Linked DNA regions of Sus scrofa: region 2 is linked to region 1. Evidence: chromatin contacts called from public HiChIP or PLAC-seq data. All regions are on one chromosome and are shown on one strand. Each heading gives the region's core, a stretch centred on a gene start, on an enhancer-like site or on the middle of the called end of the contact. The rest is flanking DNA. Distances are from core to core; before and after follow the strand shown. Region 1 holds the start of LIN9 (protein lin-9 homolog). Region 2 holds the start of PARP1 (poly [ADP-ribose] polymerase 1).

Region 1 (3,033 bases), core at 236-2,735:
CCACGAGTGAAGAGTTCCACAGCCGCATGTGGCTAGTGGCTATTCTACCGGATGTGGCAAAATAGAACATTTCCATCACTGAGAAAGTTCTATTGGAATTCAGCACTGGCCTAGAGCAAATTTAAAACACGAACTCTCTTAATACAACTTTTCACCAGTTTGGCAACTTGAACTTGCAACTTTATAACACATTAAGAATATAATGACCTCAGCAAGGAATAAACAGAATTGGCTGTACGCAGTTCTCATTTTTAAAGTGTCTTGCACAGAGAGATTTAACAGGGATCGACCTTTTTGTTTTTATTATACTAAAACTCTCACAAAAGATGTGTATACATAAACTGAATAGCAAGTGTGGCTCAGGAACCCTTTTGTCATTAATTAAACGATTTGCCTTTTGATATAGTTTATACGATATTGTAAATTACAAATTAAGTTCTATTGCACTTACACTACCGGATTAGTGCTTTTACTTCCTAAACACACGGGAACATCCATGTCTGAGATGGCAGGATGAATAAACATGGTTAAGTGAGGCAATGCACAAGGGGTGTCAGGGAGAGGGCTGTATATGCCTGCTGGGATGGTCACATCCATGCATCAAGGTACCCCCATGATTCTTAAGACACAAACGCACAGAAGAAAGTCATTGGGATGGGGGCCACCTGAACACGTGTGTACCCAGGCTGGATTACCTCTGGAAAGATCCACAGCCACCTGTGGTCCCAGGGGAAGGGGCCAGCCCTTTGACACGGAAACACTTCCAGGGGTGGACACACCGGAGGAGGGAAGGCGAAGGCGGTGATGATCACAAGTGCCTGCAGCGGCAGGAACTGTGACAGGACAAGATCCGAGGCCAGGGCAAGACGAAGGGCCGTGACCACCCCCTCCCCAGCCGGAGCCCGGCCCGGCCCCCGGACGGGCGGGTTACATAACCCCGCCAGGCGTCCCTCCGCGCCGGGCGAGCGCTGCAGGCGGCGAGAACAGCCCCCGCGGCCGGTGGCCGCTCTTCCCCCACCGCGGCCAGGGGCCCCGCGTCGGGCCAGGGGAGCAGCCACCGCCTCCGCCCGACAAGGGCTGGGCCCCCGGGCTTTCGGTTTCCGGCCCTGGCGCTCACACAACCCCAGAAACCAACACTCAAGACACCATAACAAAGGCGGCGACGCGGCGGCAACACCGGGGTGGGAGGACTCGGGGACCACGGCGGGGCTGGCAGTCAGCCCACCTGCCCCGCGGAGGGTAGGGCCGCCTGTCCGGGCCGATGCAGCCCAGGGGCAGGCGGCCGGCGGGAGGAGGGGGGGTGCTTTGAGGTGCTACTCACTCTCGTCAGGCAACTGGTCGAGCTCCGCCATCTTGAACGAGCCGCGCCGCTTTTTCAAAGGCTGCCCGCCGCGGTGCATTGTGGGGCGGAGACTGTCTTTGCGAGGGAGGTTCGAATGCGGAGCTCGCCGCCCGCGGCGCGGCGCCGCGCTACTCCCGCCGCGGCGGGCTGAGGCGGGCGGGGCTCTGCCCGGGCCCGCCCGGGGAAGGGGTGCCACGGAGGAGGGCCGCGCCTCGCCCCTCCGCCCCCGCCCCCGGCCGGGCCGGCAATAAAGGGAGGGAGGCCGCACCGCCAGGCCCGTCTCGCGCCGCCCCAGCCTGGGCCCGGCGCCGGAGCGCGGGGGGAGCGGGAGGAGCGGTGCGAGCTGCCGAGTCCCGCCCGGCCCCGCTCCCGGCGCGCGTTTCGCGTCTCGAGCTGCAGCTGCGGGAACTGCAGGCTGTTTGTTCCGAGTGGGGAAAGGGAGGGAAGAGGGGAGGCAGGCCTCGGCCGGCTGAGGGGGGCGGGGGGGGCGGGAGGCTGCACCTGTGGGCCCGGCGCGGGGAGAAGCCCCCGGTTCTTGGCCGCATTACCGGAGGCGGCTGTACTCGAAGTAAAATTTTCACGGCTCCCCGAGCCCACGTTTCTCCGGCATCTCCATCCCTCCCTTCTCCGGAGAGCTGGGGAGGAGGGCCGGGGAGGAGGGCTCAGGCCGCGGCTGCCCCACAGCTTGCCCGCCCGGGACTCTGCTCCGGGTGCCCCTCGCGAGCCGGGATACCCCTCCGGAACGTCGGCACCCGAGTTGTGCATGGAGCTTGGAGGGGAGACCTTGAAAGGTCATAAAGTTAGTCTTTGAGCTCGGCGGCCAGAAAACTGTTTTGCTGAGCTCTTTCATCCGTTCACAGTAGACGCTGCAGTGAGCTGGGAGAGGATTACAGAACCAGAAGCAGGAGACTTGATGAAGATACAGACAGAACCCAGCAGTGACACTTGAAGATGATGAAGTACCCTGATCGACATGTTTTGAGAACCCTGAAAGAATTCAATCAGTTTTCAAAGAAGCCCAGGGAAAGATTTCACAATTCCTGTCTATAATAGTGTCCAATAATCAACCTCTCTTGCTTTTCAACAGTGCATCTAACAAATGTTATTAAGCTCCAGTCCTTTCTCTCCAGGGCTGGGGTGGGAGGGATGGGATAGTTAAGCAATGAGAATACAGCAGGGGTAAATTCCAGAAACTAAAAAGTTAAAAGCTGGTCGTCTGAGATGACAGCAAGACAGGCCAGCCCAGGCCAAGGAGCTAGACTTGCTAAGAGCCCTGGAGCAGTGGAGAGGTCGGGTTTTCAAGTATAGAGCTGGCATTTTTCCATCTGTGTTGTAGAACCAAAGTATGGGAAATGGATTGGAGTGTGATAGGATGAGAGTCCTGGAAACTAGTCAGGAGGAAGCTTGTTGGAGCAGGCAGGCAAAGGGGAGCTGTCTGTCCCAGACGTTCAGAGGGTGGACTTGAACCCTAAGGCCTGGTTGGAATTCTGGCTGCTAGTTGTATTATCAGGCAGGTTTGTTTCTTAATCCTCTGTGCCTCAGTGTAAAATGCAGATATTAACAGGGCTGTTTTGAAGATAAATGACTTGATAAACATAAAGACCTTATAATAGTTCCTAGAACACATTTTGGCTCAAATGTTAGCCGTTATCACCAACCCTTTGGAATAGGGAGCACCCCTGGATGCCAGC
Region 2 (3,033 bases), core at 186-2,685, 57 kb after region 1:
TAGGCCGGTGGCTACAGCTCTGATTCCACCCCTAGCCTGGGAATCTTCACATGCCGCAGGTGGAGCCTTAAAAAGAACAAAACACAAACAAACAAAACATGAAAATTGGGAGTTCTGTCATGGCTCAGGGGTAAAGAACCTGACTAGTATCCATGAGGACACAGGTTCGATCCCTGGCCTCACTCACTGGGTTAAGGATCTGGCGTTGCTGTGAGCTGTGGTGTAGGCCGGCAGCTGCAGCTCTGCTTCCACCCCTAGCCTGGGAACTTCCATATGTCAAGGGTGTGGCCCTAAAAATACAGGGGGGAAAAAAAAAAACACAACAACACAAACTGCCTCACGGAGGGGAGAGAAAATCAAGCTACTGGGACCTTGAGGTCCAGATAAACACCTCATTCCAACAGCCTCTGGCCATCTCTGTAGGCCTCGGGGACCACCAGAGGGATTTCCCTAATCAGCCAATAAATCCAGATAAGGAACCCCCGGAGCCATTCTTACTCAAATCGGATTAGCTGCAAATGCAGCAAGTCTGCGAAGTTGGAAAGTTTGGGGAAAAGGTTATTTTAAACCACAAATTAAGCTCAAAGAGGGAGCACCGTACTGAAACGACACCGACTTGCATAGCTTTGCATAATTTTAAAAAATGAGAGTGAGCGAATGTAGAAGATTGCCAAAAATAGCTTAAAAAAAAAAAAAAAACCCTCACTTGCCAGTCGCCACCACGAATATAAGACAAAAATCTTCCAGCGCAATGTAGGTCAAAACCAAACTAACTTCCAAAGACCACACGTACATTTTCTTTCCAAGGCGAATAGCAATAACAGAAACAAGAACAGCACCACCCCGGAGTAAGGATAAAAGCAGCTCCTTATTTTTTACAAAATAAAAGGCACCACCAGCTCCACACCGTATTTCCCGGGCTTTTTCAGCAACATCAGCAAAACCTTCCGGAAGAGTCCACCCGGCGGGCCACACGCCGGGAGGAGCGGCAGCAGCAGCGCCCGCAGGCCCAGCGCGGGCTCCGAGCGGCCGGCCTGGCCCGCGGCTCTGGGCCAGCCCTCCCCCAACCCTCCCCGGACGCTTGGAAACCCCCGCCGCGCACAAAGCGGCCTCTCATCCCGCACCTGCACCATGATGGCCATCCGGAGCGAGTCCTTGGGGATGCTCTCGCTGCATTTCTTGCAGGAGGCGCGCCCACTCTTAGCATACTCGACCCGATAGAGCTTGTCCGATGACTCCGCCATCCTCCTCCCTGTGCCGATGCAGCTCCCGAAGCCTGACGCTGCGACCTGCAGACACGCAACCGCAACCGCCGCCGCCGCCGCCGCCGCCTTGCTTGCCTGTCTCCTCCCAGCAGGGCCCCCAGTGCCCAGAGCCGCCGCCGCTGCCGCCAAGCACGCCGCGCCGACCACCCGCCGCTCCCGATAGATTGCTGATGCCTGGCGGGGGGGGCACGCCCCGCTAGCCGCGTTCACGGGGCGGGGCCGCCGGCGCGCACGCCCCCTGCGGGCTGGGGGCGGCATTTCCCTAGTGCTTGCTGCTGCCGCGTGAGCGAGGCGGAGCTGCTGGGGGTCCATGCTGGCTGGAGCTCCGCCTGTAGCTCTTTGGCTGGGCCGGCCGCAGTGCTCTTAATCATTTGTCCCCAGGAACACTTACGTGCTCTTATAACTAAACCCACCCCTGTCCCCTTTTAATACGTGTGCCCTCTCTCCCTGGAGGCGAACAGGTCTGGGAGGTGCTGGGCTGGTTCCAGAATGTGGTTGACCTGCCAAAGGTAGGTCAACCTGGGCAGGTTCTAACTGCAATCTGCAGGCCGTGGGTACTGAAAACTAACTGAAATCTAGCATTTTTCACTATGAATTTTAATGCATGAGTACAGATTCTGGGAATCCTGTGACTTTCTCAGCAACAATCATCAGAGACTTTTTTTTTTTTTTTTTGTCTTTTTGCGATTTCTTGGGTCGCTCTCGATACATATGGAGGTTCCCAGGCTAGGGGTCCGGCAGAGCCACAGCAACGCGGGATCCAAGCCACGCCTGCGACCTACACCACAGCTCACTGCAATGCCGGATCCTTAACCCACTGAGGGAGGCCAGGGATTGAACCCACAACCTCTTGGTTCCTGGTCGAATTCGTTCACCACTGCGCCACAACGGTAACTCCCCAAAGACATTTTCATATCACTTTATAATTGTTGGAGAGCACTCAACATCAAGTTCATCATCACTTAAGTTGCCGTAGTTAAGAGACCTGCTTACCTATTTCTACAGTCTGTTAAGAAGTTGCTGCAGCTGCATCATAGGTGGCAGCTGCGACTGGGATTCCATCCCGGGCCAGAACTTCCATAAAAAACAAAACTTGTTGCTGCTAGATCTTGTTACTTAATGGAGAATTATATTTTAATATAACTAGTTTCTTTTAAAGTTCTATGCATTTTATTTTATTCATTTAAAACATCATTATAATGGAGTGTGTTGTATTTGAGAATATTCAGTTCTGCTATAGAGACAAGAAAAAGAAACAGGATGAAACAAACTTGTTAAATAGAGAAGAAAGCTAGTAGCTTATGAGACATGGATATTGATTAAGCAAGTAGGTTGTGAGACATAGGTAAGAACCTGTTTTGTTTTGTTTTGGGGTGTTTTTTTGCCCATGGGAATTGGAATGTGGAATTTCTAGGGCCAGGGATCAAACTGCACCACAGCGGTAACCAGAGCCACTGCAGTGATAATGCCGCATCCTTAACCTACTATGCCACAGGGGAACTCCAGCAAGAATCTTAAGTAGTGAGCTGTTAGATATGTTGATGGCGAATAGAGTAAGTGAAGTATATGATAGAACAAATCAAAGAATTTTAGTAACCAAATCAAAGGCTATGATCATTCAACCTCTGCGTTGACAATTATGTCATCCCTAAAGGCCACTCATGGGTGATGACACTGTGGTTCCATGGCTTACATATCCTCTGCCCAAGAACTGCAGGTAAAACCAGTGTCTGGAGTTCCTGTCATGGCTCAGCAGAAACGAATCTGA

The links. HiChIP or PLAC-seq counts read pairs in DNA pulled down with a chosen protein or histone mark.
Region 2: an H3K27ac HiChIP or PLAC-seq map of skeletal muscle shows a contact between it and region 1. The contact joins the promoter of PARP1 here to the promoter of LIN9 in region 1. A contact is called at or near these places in 4 of 47 Hi-C or Micro-C datasets (embryonic fibroblasts, fetal heart ventricle, fetal skeletal muscle and 1 more) and 1 of 2 datasets of contacts at active chromatin or transcription factors (skeletal muscle).

Annotation. Positions count from the first base shown.
Region 1 is chr10:14,182,542-14,185,574 of Sscrofa11.1, forward strand. LIN9 (protein lin-9 homolog) reads right to left here and starts at 1,486. Exons shown (of 15, transcript XM_021064413.1): 1 at 1,322-1,486. The coding sequence starts at 1,400.
Region 2 is chr10:14,239,729-14,242,761 of Sscrofa11.1, forward strand. It overlaps PARP1 (poly [ADP-ribose] polymerase 1), which reads right to left and starts at 1,436. Exons shown (of 24, transcript XM_003357641.4): 1 at 1,125-1,436. The coding sequence starts at 1,244.